Linked DNA regions of Mus musculus: all the other regions are linked to region 2. The links are chromatin contacts, called in public promoter capture Hi-C maps. All regions are on one chromosome and are shown on one strand. Each heading gives the region's core, a stretch centred on a gene start, on an enhancer-like site or on the middle of the called end of the contact. The rest is flanking DNA. Distances are from core to core; before and after follow the strand shown. Region 1 holds the start of Irs3 (insulin receptor substrate 3). Region 2 holds the start of Trim56 (tripartite motif-containing 56). Region 3 holds the start of Tsc22d4 (TSC22 domain family, member 4). Region 4 holds the start of Lrch4 (leucine-rich repeats and calponin homology (CH) domain containing 4).

Region 1 (3,278 bases), core at 28-2,527, 530 kb before region 2:
CTTTAAATGCCTGGGGTACACAGTGCGGCAGCAGAGAGAGTCCCTGCTTCAAAAAGGTGGAAGGCTAGCCGGGCATGGTGGTGCACGCCTTTGATCCCAGCACTTGGGGGGCAGAGGCAGGCGGATTTCTGAGTTCGAGGCCAGCCTGGTCTACAAAGTGAGTTCCAGGACAGCCAGGGCGATACAGAGAAACCCTGTCTCGAAAAAACAAAAACAAACAAACAAAAAAAGGTAGAAGGTGAGGACCCACTTCCAAAAGCTGACCTCTGACCACATGCAGGGGACAGCCTGTACAACACACGTACTATTTTCCAAGCTGGGTGTGGTAGCATGCACTGTAACCTCAGGCAGGGGAAGTGGAGTCAGACATATGATAGGCCTGAGGCCTTCCAGGCCTGCAAATCGAACCTACTAGACAAGTTCTAGTGAGCCTGTCTCAAAAACAAGAGGGATCGCTCTTGAGGAATACGAGAGGTTGTCTTCCAGCCTCCAATAAGCATGTGCATTTGTGGCCTATGATCTCCAGCCCCACCCAAACCTCTCAGGATACACGGGCTCACCAGGACGTCTGCCACAGGATCCCAGCTCCTGTGACCACAGCCACCATCAGGTTCAAGTTGGCATTTGGCTGGTGGTCAGGGGCACTTTGAGGAAGGTGTCTCTGAGAGACTAAGTCCTCTTTCACACATCCTTCAGTGGACATTTGCATGCGTGGGAATCTGGAGAGGGTGGGGGTGCGGTTGGTTACCAGAGACCAATCTAGTTTGGTTTTCCTATCCTGGGGTATCCATCAACCCAAACTCAGATAGCTCAGAAGCAAAGACACAAAGATCATCTCTGGGTAGGAAAGGAAAGAACACTGAGGACCTATACAACTAGAGGCTCAGTTCGGAGGCTCCTCCCTGGAGAACTGCCGCTATCAGGATGGCCCGCTAGGCCAGGCCACTCTTCTAATTACTAGTGCCATCACTGCTAACCACAGCCGCTTCTTCTGCACCCTGGCTTTCTGGCTTTCGAGATTGCCCCGGGCTGCCTCTGGCGGTACTCCTCCACCCCCACATCCAGTCAGCTGATTGGTAGAGATGCCCCCCCTCACTCCCCGCCCCTGTGAAAGTTTGGTCCCAGCGGTGCAGGGCTCCTACTCTAGCCTATGAATCCTAAACTCAAATTCCTGCACTCGGGCGTGGGAGGGTTAACTTGAAGGGGTGGAGATTCCAACAAGGAGGCTGACCCAGCTAGGTCAGCCTCCCTTAGACCTAGGAGTCCTGGTGTCACTGGCCACTGGGACACACGCACTCCTGTGTACAGGCTCCTTGTTCACTCCAAGTCAGGAGAGGGCGTGGAGAGATGCAGGGCAGCTAGGCCGGCTGCAGTTTCCCAGGGCTACTTGTTCCAAGCGGGTGGTAGCTCAGGGGGCCAGACCCATTCAAATCAGTCCTTCTGGGGACAGTTTACTGTCTTTGGCTGGAAATGAAGCCTGCAGGTACGGGCCCCACAGTCTCCTCCGGGGGCGAGTGCACCGACGTGTCCCTCGGCTCACCGTTTCCTTGGCCCTGCCTGCCCGACGTGCGGCTCTGTGGCCATCTGAGGAAGCAGAAGTCCCAGCGCCGCCGCTTTTTCGTGCTGCGCGCTGACCCACCACGCCTGGAGTGCTACGAGAGCGAGAAGAAGTTCTTGGCCAGCGGCTGCCGCCCACCTAGACCCCGGCGTACCGTTAGCCTGGAGGGTGCCTGCACTATTAGCAAGCGCGCGGATGCCCGTCAGCGCCACCTGATCGTCATCTATACCAGCGACAGCAGCCTGGGCGTGGCGGCGGCCAGCGAAGCAGAGCAGCAAGCATGGTACAGCGCCCTGCTCGAGGTGCGCGCCACCGCCGCAGCCGCTGCTGCTACTGCTATGGGTGAGCCTTGGGTGAGCGACGGGGAGGTCAGGGGGTTGCCGACTTAGTTTATCTTGAACCCATTTCCCTCAGATCAACTGAGGTTTAAATCTTTTTTATTTTCGAGACAGGGTTTCTCTGTGTAGCCCTGGCTGTCCTGGAACTCACTCTGTAGACCAGGCTGGCCTCGAACTCAGAAATTCGCCTCCCAAGTGCTGGAATTAAAGGTGTGCGCCACCACGCCCGGCCTGAGGTTCAAATCTTAAGCTAAAAAAAAAAAAAAAAAAAAGACGTATAAAACGTCTTGGTCACCTGGGACCCGGTGACCCCAACCCCTGCCTCCCGGTGACTTGCCAATTCTCTCCAGGTTTCAGTCCCCAAGAGGCCCCTGAGTCTTGGATCTTCGCCCCATTCCAGGACGTCTGGCCTGTGACACTGCGGTCCAAGGGGCTGGGGAGAGCACAAGGCCTGAGCAGCGGCAGCTATCGCCTGTGCCTGGGTTCTGGGGCCCTGAGCCTCCTGCGAAAGCCTGGAAGCAAAGGTTCCAGAGACAGCCGGGCAACGCCACCACCAGTCCTGCGCTTGTCCTTGCTCAGTGTGCGCCGCTGTGGCCACGCAGACTCTTTTTTCTTCCTGGAACTCGGGCGCTCAGCGCCCATTGGTCCTGGTGAGCTCTGGCTGCAGGCTCCTGATGCAGTGGTGGCCCAAAGCATTCATGAGACAGTCCTGGCTGCCATGAAGCGGCTGGGGAGCAATGCAGCTGGCAAAGCTGAGCCACCGCCACAGGGAAATCCTCCAAAGAGTGTTCCTGCAGCTCCTACCCCGACACCATATGAAATCCCTGCATCGGCAGCACAAGCAAGAAGCCCCAGTGAGCGAGCAAAGCAGGACTACTTCAAGCCCCTGGAAAGGATGGGGTCAACACACTCCTACAAGGGACTAGATCTGGGCGGGAACTACATCACCATGGGAGTCAGGAATGACTATGTCCACATGGGGGGAGGAGAAGCAGGTGACTATATGTGGATGGCGCCCCCAGGCCTTCCTCCCACCCCTGCCAGGGCAGATCCTAATAAGCAGCTCGAGGATTGTGAGAGCACAGAGTATGTGCCCATGAATAGATTTTTACCTGGGCCTTTTTACTACGAGCTCAAGGCCAGGGAGTCTGAACTTGGGCATCCGGGTGCCCATTGTAGCCTTAGAGACAGATGGAGACCCACAGTGGCTCAGCCCCGCTCTTCCCAAGGGTCAGAGCTCTCTGGGGACTACATGTCCATCCCCGACTATGTAGGAACGGACAGTGCTAGGCTGGGGTCTCTGGACAGCTGCCTCAACTATGTGGACCTGGACCTGGTCCCTCCCCTGGAGGTTCCTGGAGCAGCCCCAGGGAAGAGTCCAC
Region 2 (3,408 bases), core at 262-2,761:
AGAGCTATTTTAATGCTGTTATTTGGAATCTCTCAAGTCGGCAACCTTCACAGCAAAGGAATTCACTCTGCTGGAATTCCTGCTTTTCCGCTGGCAAGAGGTGTTACCAGGCTTGAGAGCGAGGGACTCTGGTGTCCCCTGTTCCAAAGCCCACATCCTTTTCTGTTTGTTGAAACAAGGTCTCACATGTCTCAGGCTGGCTGGAACTCGCTATATGTTGAAGATGACCTCAAACTCCAGATCTTCCAGCCTCTGCCTCCCAAGTGCTGGGGTTATGCCTAGTTTATTAGGTGCTGTGGGTGTAATCCAGGGCCTCGGGCATACCAGGCGAGCTTTCTACCACTGTAAGCCATTGAGCCATATGGGGGTGAGTCCACCCCAGTGCAACCTTAATCTCTCTTGTCTTTCTGTGCTGTCTGGTTTTTCCAGGCCTTCCCCTTGGAATTGTACTTTTTTTTCTAGGCTAAAAAAAAAAAAAAAAAAAAAAAAATTTCCAAAGATGGAGGTGGTGGTACACACCTGAAATACCAACACTCAAGAGGCTGGGGCAGAAGGATCTTGAAGCTAGCCTGGGCTAAATAACGAGACTTTGTCTAAATATATACATAAGAAAAAAAAAACACCCAAAGTACATTTTTTTTTCTGAATATGTTGCTTTTACACCAGCATGAAGCAAAAATTTGGGGGAGAGAATAAAAGGGTAGGGAGATCGACAAGGTGAACCATGTTAGGTCTGCTACCACCCCAATGACTTCCTGTCCTCATTTTGATTGACTACCTGGTTTGTGGCATCCAACAATGTTAGTCAATTCCTCCCTCTACAACGTCTGTTGTCTTCCACGGTTCACACGGTCCCCTGTGATTCTTTCAAGCTTCACAGGCCTTAAACTTGCCAAGTATCTGAGGCTAGCTAGCATGGAACCTCTGGTCTTCCTGCCTCCAGCTCCCAGCGCAGGGATTACAGCTGTGGCCCACCACCGAAGGCTGAGGATTTCGGATGTCATTTCTCTGTCCCTGCACACCTGTTGCTCTCAGAACGCTCTTGCCCCGGGAAAGCCCCCAAATGCTCCGAGACCTCCTCAAACACATCTCTAGACAGCCTCCTCCAGAAAGACTGCGCTAAGCTCTGGAAATGTTCTTATCTGGGGCTCACAGCTTCAACGGTTAGCAAAGGACCCACGAGGAGCCTCGCCCACTGGCCCAATCGCTCATCTGTCATTCCTTGCCACACATAAACATCCTGACCCGATAAACATGCTCAGAGAATAGATTCTGGGGCAGTGTCTTGTTTGCAACACACACACAAGCTGACAGCTTGAGCCTGGGGCTACCAGTCGCCCTAACCTGTAGCCCCCAGACCTTCCTGCTGGAGTCGGGTCTGGCCTTATTGCCCCGGCCAGAGGGGAGGGAGGGTTCCAGGGTGGAGTGGTGAGGAAGGCGGGGCTTGCGCCCCAGAGTAGTTGTCCCGGGCCGGGGACGGAAGTTGCACCACCACAGTACGATTACTTTCAGTTTTGTTTCTCTTGCAGGTAGTCAACTGCTGGCGGTAGCGGGATTTCGGGGCTCCCCGGTCCTGCTGGGAGAGTCCAGGATCAGCTGTGGCTGGGTAAGGAGAGCCCGGGAAGGCGGATGGGGTTAAGAGCCAGCACCCAGAAAGACTAGCCTGGGGGGAGGGGAGGGAGGAAAGGGGAAGTGAGAAAGCCCGGGAGAGGGAAAGGAAGGGAGGGGAGAGAGGGCAGAGGGGACCTGAGAAGCTTGGGAGGACAAGCTTGGAGCCAGGCCCTGTCCCTCAGCCTCCCACCTCCCACCTTGTGTCCTGAATCCTACACTCACTGAGTGTAGACAACCGCACCCCCACCCCCCACTCCGAGTTTGTTTGTTTTTTTTTCCTCCCAACACTGGGGAAAAAGAAAAGTGATCGCTCTCATTCTCTCTCTCAAGGCTAGATCTCTCTGTAGGGCAAGCTCAACCAGAACTCACTATTGTAGCCCCAGGCTGTCCTGAAACTCACTTTTAAACCCAGGCTAGCCTCAAATTTGTGGCAAGCTTCCTGTCTCGGGCTCCAGCTTTCTTTATTAAGTCGCCACCGTGCTGGGGACTTACAGTACCTTCCCTCCAGGGGATTCTAGAATGAGTTTGGTAGGAATGGTAAAATTAGAGGACTCCAGGAGTCAGGCCAGATCTACATGACCCCCAGGTCCAGGAAAAGGAAGGAGATGAACTTTTTCTCCCTGAGCCTTCATCTTGATCTGTTGTTATTTTCAAAGCTAGATGGGGCAGGAAGTAGGGCCCCTTCCACCCTCCCAGGACACCCTCCCAGACAGATGGATGGACAAAGACTGCGGGACCCTGTCCAACATCGAAAAGCACAGTGCTCGCATGCCCCTGACCTGTGTGTCCTTCCTGGCTGCCCCTTGAGTCCTAGCACCCACTGATAACAGGACCCATGGCAAGGTGAACGTGGTGGTGCTTGCCTGTGATGTGAGCACGCAGGAGACTGAGGCAGGAGGAGCACAAGCTTGGAGCTAGACCCAGGAGCAGGGCTGCCTAGCTCACAAGAAGCCCTAGGTTGCTTCTCCAGTGCTACATAAACTTCCCAGGGCTCCGGAAGTGGAGGCAGGAAGTTCAGAAGGTCAAGGTCATCCTGGGCTACTTGGCCAAGTTTGAGGCCAGCCTGGGCTACATGAGACGGGAAGGGCTTGGGCTACACCTACCTTTGGCCCTTGACCTGGTATGTTACTAATTAGAGTATTCTATCTCTGAGGCCTGGGGGCTACCTGGTCTCATCTTTCCCACAGGCTCAGCACTTCCTACAGCCGGTCGCATGTTTACGTTTGGTGAGTGTCTGTAAAGAGAACAAAGTGGAAGAAAAAAACCCTTCCCCTGGTATCTAGTGCCTCCCACAAGCCAGAACGTACCAAACATCCAGGTGAGTGTGGACACCAGGAAAGAGTAGGGGAGGGGCTAGGATGAAGTGTGTTTGTGGGGCGGGGGAAGACAGGACCAAGCTAGGGACTTGGCCCAGGTATCTCTGACTTCTGCCCCTTCCCTTATAGCATGAACTCCAAAGACTCCTCCCCAACTCTGCTGGAAGCTCTGAGCAGCGATTTCCTAGCCTGTAAAATCTGCCTGGAGCAGTTACACACACCCAAGACTCTGCCATGCCTACATACCTATTGCCAGGACTGTCTGGCACAACTGGACATCGGTGGTCAGGTCCGCTGCCCCGAGTGTCGGGAGATTGTGCCTGTACCCGCCGAAGGGGTGGCCGCCTTTAAGACCAACTTCTTTGTCAATGGGCTCTTGGATCTTGTCAAGGCCAGAGCTCCCGGAGACGTCCATTCAGGGAAGCCAACTTGCGCTCTGTGCCCTCTGGTGGGAGGCAAGAGCTCTGGGGGACCCGCCACA
Region 3 (3,353 bases), core at 708-3,207, 630 kb before region 2:
CCAGGATATAGGTCAGCCGCCTGAGTACAGTAGGTCCCGCCCCGCCCCCATGAACCCATCTCTTACCTTTCCTGTCTCCGCTGGAGCAACTAACTCCATCCTCAGCCGAACTGCTCCATCTCTTCTCCGTGACAGTGGAGGGGTTGCGGCTGCTGAACCCCCAGACTCCACTTCTACCCTCAGAGAGGGCAGGGTCTGAGCACTATCTCCAGTCCCAGGCCCTGGGGGGCGCTGCTGGGGTGGAGATGCTGACAGCGGGGGTGTCTCCACCTTAGCCTTGCCAGGTCCTGCCAGCTGGCCCAGCCCCCCTGTGAAGGAGCGGGCCTGTGGTCCAGGAGAAGTAGGGGGCGGGCGGAGCCAAGAGGTGGGGCCCTGAGACAGGCCTGGCTGCGGGATAGGGGTGCTTATGCCCAAACTAGCCAGCTCCAACCTAGAATCCAATGATCTGCCTCCGGTGCCTCCAGAGGCCCCTCGAATGCCCTCCAGAAGCCGACCGAAGCTTGGAGGCTCCAGATCTCTCTCGTAAACATCCACACACGTCCACCGACCTCGACGATAAGGCTCTCCCAAACCTTGGGGCAGCTTCACCACCCGGAAACGGGAGGCAGGGGCTCCAGGTGGCGGAGAGCCATTCCGGGGGGTGCCCCTGCCCCCTGGATCAGGGTTGGGGTCCCCATTGGGGAGGCGGGGCGGGGGCCCAGCGAGAGCCGGTGGGACAGGGGAATCCGAAGCCCCTGGGCTTCCTGGGCCCTCATAGTCCGTGGTGACGCTGGTGATCTGAAAACTACTTTTCTTCTTACCACCACTCATGGTCCCTGGGGCTCCGGACTGGGCTCGGGTGGGGGAGGGGCTGGGCTCCTGGAGAGGGGCTCAGGCACCTCTGGAACAAGGGGGCCACATGGCAGGGACATCGGGGCCCCTGGGGACGTCTGGGTCCGACATGGCAGGAGGGCCTTGTGGGAACTTGGGGGTGCCTGGTTAGTGACTGGAGTACAGAGGGGAGGTGGCAGGAGGGGGGGGCAGGGGCAGGTTTTTCCTGCTGCTGTCGCCGCTGAAACCCCAAAGCTGAGCTTGCAAACTGGAAAAAGAAAGAGACAGAAAGTGAGCGAGAGTGTGTGTACGTGAGCAAAAGAAAAAGCAGGGGCCAAACCACCTCCGGGGCTTCCTCTCGGGGGAGCCGACTGGAGGGAGGAAGAAGAAAGCCACTAGAGACCCAGAGACAAGTAGAAATGACAGACCGGAGCAGAGGGGACAGAATTCAGAACACCCACAACAGGAAGAAGCAGCTGGGACCCAAAGTTGGACATTTCATGCTTGAGATCCAAACTCGTCCCCAACACGTATCTCCATGGCCAGGGGCACAGGGGTGAATCGGCTCCTCCCCTGAAAGGGCCACCCTGAGGCCTCTGCCGGGCCTCAAGCCCACCCCACCCCCATTCCAGTTCCCCCATCGCTGGTTAGGCACTGCCCGCCAAGCCAAGCGCCCCGCCCAGCCCGGGAGAACTACCTACCTCTCGGGCCTCGGCCACCGAGCTGAGCTGGAGAGAAGACCTGGGGGACTAAGATCTCTCTCTCTCTCTCTCTCTCTTTTTTTTTTAAATCCTAAGGCGGCCTAGAGCAGGCCACGGCAGGCAGCAATCAAGGGCTACCCAGTGTTCTCTGGCGTCCGCATCTCACTCTGCGAGGCATCTCGGTGGAAAGTTTGCAGTTGAGACGAGAAGAAACCAGCGCTTCCACGGGGGAGCCCAGGCGCAGCCTCGGTTAACACTCCACGGGTCTTCCCTGTTGCTGTGGGAGGGGGCGGCTCAGCCCCCCGCTGGCTCCAGTCCCTTGAGTGGCTCTCTCTCAAGGCTCCTCCCACGTGGCCCCACTGGATGTATCTCTCAGCTCCTCAGCTCCGCTCCGTCTCGGTCTGGGTCTCTGGCTCTCTTTCTGGGCTGTTGACAACCCCCACACCAGGAAGTCCTGCCTTCTCGGGCCTGCTCACTGCTCCTCTCCTCCTCCTTCCCCTCTTCCTCCTCCCTCCTCCCTCCTCCCTCCTAAGGCTCCCTGCCAGCTGGCCCGGAGCCAGGCCTGCCACAGCCGCAGCCGCAGCCGCAGCCTACAGTTGCTGCTGTAGCTGCTGCTGTTGCTGCTGCAGCTTCTGCCGCTGCGGGTCCCAAACTGGTTGCTTTAACCCTACACCTGCCAGGTTCCAGGCAACTCTTCCTCGGAGGGAGGGGCATGAGGGCGGAGAAAAAGAGGAGGAGCCTGCGGGAGGCCAGGGATTCCCTTACTTGTAGGCTTTTGCAGGTTCTCCAAAAGAGTCTCAAGGAACGTGCCAGACATGTTCTGGGTACCTGACTGTCCATAAATACATAGTCAATGTGACCCACTGGCTGTGATTTGTCACAGCGTCTCTGGTTTTCACCGTAAATTCACGAGAAACTCCTTTCCCCACTCTGTTTTCAAAAGCGAGCGGCTATGAAAATTTTCAAACATGCCCTAAAGTAGAGGAACTAGGAGAATGAACGCCCATACACGCCATCATGGACTTGTAACAAGTATCAGCTGTACCCAAACGTGTTTTATTCCTCCAATATCTTTTCTCGGATTTTGCTGCAATATTTGAATTTTTTTTTTTTTTTTTTTTTTTTTTTTTTTTTTTTACTGTGAATGTATGTATGTGTAGATCTGGAGGTCAACTTGAAGGAGTCAGTTTTCTCTTCCACTATGTGGGTCCAAGGATGGAATAGTGCCAACCATCCGGTTTGGTGGTAAGGCCCTTTACCCACTGAGCCATCCTGTCTATCCTGCTCCTGCTCCAGTATATGAAATCAAATCTCTGATACGGTGTTTCCCTCTCTTAAAAAGGGAAAATTGGAGAAAGCAAACTATCCAAGAAGGCTGTTGGTGGTAGGGTAGACATGTGTGTGGCGTGTGTGTGCACATGAATGAGTAGTTGCACACACTTGTGTGTGTTTGTTAGCCACAGGACCACACTGGGTGTCCTACTCAGGGTCTCTCATTGAATGCATAGCTTGGTAGGCATCCAGCAAGCCCCAATAATTCTACATCTATTCTCCACAACACTGAGGTTATAGGCACACATGGTTATGCCTGGCTTCTCATGTGGCTACTGAAGATTTGAACTCAGGTCCTCATGCTTGAGTAGCAAGAACTTTTACCTGCTGAGCCACTCCTCAGCCCAGAACAGGCATTGCTACCTTCTCATCTTTGTCCCTCATATAAACACTTAGGTAGATGGGAAGATGAAGTTGCTCACTTCTGCTTCCCCAAGTGCTTGGACACACACCCATGTCCACACAACTACCCCGTGCGTATACCTGAGAACCAATCCCAGCTGGCTACAG
Region 4 (2,983 bases), core at 16-2,515, 510 kb before region 2:
AATGTAGCCCTCTGTTGTGATTCCCCGCCCTCAGCTGCCAGCCCAAGTTCATAGGCTGCCTCCTAAGCAGCCTGACTCACCTGTCATAGTACAGTCCCCAGTGCCTGGCCATAGCAGACCCAAGGGTAGAGTGTCCATGATTAGTGGGATCCCAAACACACACACACCAGGGTGGGGTGGACATGATTAGAGGGGTCCTGAGGGCAGGGACTGGAGAGTCTCCAGGAGGTCAGCACTCCTAGCTAAGAGATACAATGTCCTTCCTTTCAGCAAGCTGCCTCAAGTTTCTCCCCTAAGGGGAAAGCAGAATTGTAGGGTTCCTATGAGATCACAAACTCCACAGTGACCTCATAAAACCAGGAAGAAGAGAAAGGGGATAGGGGGATAATGGGTGGAAAGTTAAGGGCGAGAGATTCACTTCTTTCACATAGATAGGCTGGGGTGGACGGCGGAGAGGGGCTGGGACTTGGGGAGACTACGGAAAAGCAAGCAGAAACGTCGGGTTGTTAGGAGCGACCCTTTAGGAAAGAGATAACGGGGCTTGTTGGGATTGTGGTGGACGGGTGAGAAAGACGTTGGAAACGACTAAAAGGGTGAAAATGTAGCGATTAATGATAGATTCTACATGGAAGTTTGCTTTAAGGGTTGATCAGATCTAGGGTTGAAGAAGCCAACCAGGTGAGGGGCGGGACCATGCTACAGGTGCGCAATATGCAAATAAAGGGGAAGAGTCTCCTAGAGCTCGGCCAAAAGTGTTCTGTGCACTCTTGAAGCGAACTCATTGTCCAGTGGTTCTTACACAGGGGAGGGGAGGTCGCGGGCTCAATGCCAATCCCAAGGGGCGAGCGTTCAAGACTGCCAGGTGAAGGGGTGGGCCCAATCGAACGCGAGGCGGGGCTATGCAAATGAGGGTCGCAGTCCAGTATGGGTCCCCTGCTCTCTGGGCACCAGCGCAACTCACCAGCCTGGGTGATGTCTGACAAGTCGTAACTGCGGGCCGCGCCCCGGGGGAAGTGCTTCAAACGCCGGTTGGACAAGTTCAGGGTCCCGGTGGCCACAGCCTCCTCTAGGGCTCGTTCTGCGCTACGGCTCCCAGGTAGACCAGGAGACCCTGGCAAGGACACTGAAGCTGCAGCTTCCTCACCCCCGGCGGCGAGTGGGCCCGCTACTGCTGCCGCCATCCGCTCTCGGCGGCTCCCCCTGCCTGACTGACGGCACCGGCCGGCCCTTCTCGCCCTTCCCCCTCCTCGGAGCCGCCGTAGTCCCCACTGAAGGGAGGAAGCGAGGGTCAGGAACTCCGCGGACCAATCATGAACCAGAGACGCGTTAGAAGTGCCCAATCAGAAAACGGCAGGGGGTGGAGCCTCTCAATTCTAGATTACACTGAGGGAAGGGAGGGGTGAAGAGGAGCACCCCGCCAACGGCCGCGGTTCCTGGTCGGCCCGCCCCGCGCAGCGACATCCAATCACAACTCTCGAGGCTGGAGATGGAGCCAATGAGACCCGCCCAGGAGGCGGGGACTACAGGTCTCAACTTTAGGGTATTAGAGACCCAGAGACCACAAACCTGCTTTTTCAACCAAGACCAATTGCAATCTAGATTCAGGCGAGTGACTGTGAAGAAGACCAATTAGAACCTACAAAAGGAACCTGTCCCGGCCTCTTCTCTGAGGGACGGTTCTGCCTACCAATAGCATGGGCTAGGAGGTGCTCCATTCGCTAGACAGAAGGAGGTGGGTGAGCTAGAATTTTTGAGACGCAGGTAAAGATCGTAAAAGGCGCGCGCTGGGCGGCCTGACAGTGCAGGGTTAGGGTTGGGTACTAGCTGTGCTTACTGGGGAGCAAACCAGCATCCGAGAAGTGAGGAAGGGCGAGGGATGCCCCACTCAGCACTCAGGCTGTTGTCTCAACAGAAGGGACCATTTCCTCCTGCGCAGTCTTGAGTCCCTAATGGGAATGCTGGGGATGACCGGTGAGGGGGTTTCCAGTTCAGAGAGGGAAAGTCGTCAGACCTGCCAAAGTCCCCCTGGAGAAGACTTGTGATGGCCAGACCAAACTTTAGAGACTACGAAGGATCTCATGGCCTCTAGAACAAGATCTTTGGGGGTTTTTTGTTTGTTGCTTTTCCGAGACAGGATTTATTTCTCCGTGTAGCCCTGGCTGTTCTGAAACTTGCTCTGTAGACCAGGCTGGCCTTGAACTCAAGAGCTCCTCCTGCCTGTGTCTCCCGAATGCTGGGACTAAAGGCGTGCATCATCACCGCCCGGCTAAGACCTCGGGTTTTTTATAAATGAGGAAAGGGAAGCTGGACAAATCTCAGACCTCCAGTAGAACTCCCCCACACATACTTTCATAACAGACTTTGTCTATTGGAAACCTCTTATTTGAAGCTGGGTGTGGTGGCATGAGCCTGTCGTGACAGTTCTTAAAAAGAGGAGGCAGAAGGATCGGGACTTCGAGGTCAATTCCAGGCAAGCCTGGACTACATAACTCCAAACTAACCTTTTTTAAAAACAAAAACAAACAAACAAACAAACAAACAAACAAAAAAACCCCAGAAAACTTCTTGAGATACAGGAAGGAGTCCCAGATGTGAGAGATAATAGTAAAAGAATATTTTTTTTTCCTTTGAGATTTGCTTTTAGAAGAATGTTAGCGTTTAATGAACCTCCCTGTGTGGCTTCTAGTCATTAGAAAACAGGCATCCCAACACCCTTAATCGCCTCGGCTCTTCCAAGGTTAATCCTGTGGTGAGGCATGCCACTAAGCATCCCCCTTCCCTCTTGGGTGCCTCCACAGCTTACCAATGTGGCTGTAGCTGTGGCTAACATGGCCCCATAATTTCAGTCTTTTTTTCTCAATGTGGGTGGCATGGTGACCTAAAGGAAAAGAGGGAGACTGGCTTTCAGAGACAAGGTCTCCTATAGTTCTAGCTGGCCTCTAACTGGTGATGTAGCTAGGAGTGACCATGAACAACTCCTGAC

Evidence for each region. Promoter capture Hi-C pulls out the DNA fragments that hold promoters and counts their contacts.
Region 1: a promoter capture Hi-C map of 3T3-L1-derived adipocytes shows a contact between it and region 2, with 2.2 times the contacts expected there. The contact joins the promoter of Irs3 here to the promoter of Trim56 in region 2. A contact is called at or near these places in 19 of 39 promoter capture datasets (the 3T3-L1 cell line, 3T3-L1-derived adipocytes, the C10 cell line and 11 more), 1 of 15 datasets of contacts at CTCF or cohesin (pro-B cells), 8 of 484 Hi-C or Micro-C datasets (the G1E-ER4 cell line, the N1E-115 cell line, cardiomyocytes and 3 more), 5 of 115 datasets of contacts at active chromatin or transcription factors (acute myeloid leukemia, bone marrow-derived dendritic cells, embryonic stem cells and 2 more) and 2 of 9 other capture datasets (embryonic stem cells and pancreatic islet).
Region 3: a contact with region 2 is called in a promoter capture Hi-C map of the HPC-7 cell line, with 2.5 times the contacts expected there. The contact joins the promoter of Tsc22d4 here to the promoter of Trim56 in region 2. A contact is called at or near these places in 16 of 39 promoter capture datasets (the 3T3-L1 cell line, the C10 cell line, the HPC-7 cell line and 9 more), 2 of 484 Hi-C or Micro-C datasets (both in embryonic stem cells), 4 of 115 datasets of contacts at active chromatin or transcription factors (acute myeloid leukemia, astrocytes, embryonic stem cells and 1 more) and 1 of 9 other capture datasets (embryonic stem cells).
Region 4: a contact with region 2 is called in a promoter capture Hi-C map of neural stem cells. The contact joins the promoter of Lrch4 here to the promoter of Trim56 in region 2. A contact is called at or near these places in 8 of 39 promoter capture datasets (the C10 cell line, cranial neural crest, hippocampal neurons and 4 more), 2 of 484 Hi-C or Micro-C datasets (B cells and embryonic stem cells) and 5 of 115 datasets of contacts at active chromatin or transcription factors (bone marrow-derived dendritic cells, embryonic stem cells, memory CD8 T cells and 2 more).

Annotation. Positions count from the first base shown.
Region 1 is chr5:137,643,713-137,646,990 of GRCm38.p6, reverse strand. It overlaps Irs3 (insulin receptor substrate 3), which reads left to right and starts at 1,277. Exons shown (of 2, transcript NM_010571.3): 1 at 1,277-1,900; 2 at 2,247-3,278. The coding sequence starts at 1,471.
Region 2 is chr5:137,114,310-137,117,717 of GRCm38.p6, reverse strand. Trim56 (tripartite motif-containing 56) reads left to right here and starts at 1,511. Exons shown (of 3, transcript NM_201373.4): 1 at 1,511-1,606; 2 at 2,765-2,929; 3 at 3,057-3,408. The coding sequence starts at 3,058.
Region 3 is chr5:137,744,573-137,747,925 of GRCm38.p6, reverse strand. Tsc22d4 (TSC22 domain family, member 4) reads right to left here and starts at 1,957. Exons shown (of 5, transcript NM_023910.6): 1 at 1,512-1,957; 2 at 67-1,078. The coding sequence starts at 810.
Region 4 is chr5:137,627,405-137,630,387 of GRCm38.p6, reverse strand. It overlaps Lrch4 (leucine-rich repeats and calponin homology (CH) domain containing 4), which reads right to left and starts at 1,265. Exons shown (of 18, transcript NM_146164.2): 1 at 962-1,265. The coding sequence starts at 1,181. Gm20605 (predicted gene 20605) reads right to left here and starts at 1,265. Exons shown (of 22, transcript NR_033148.1): 1 at 962-1,265.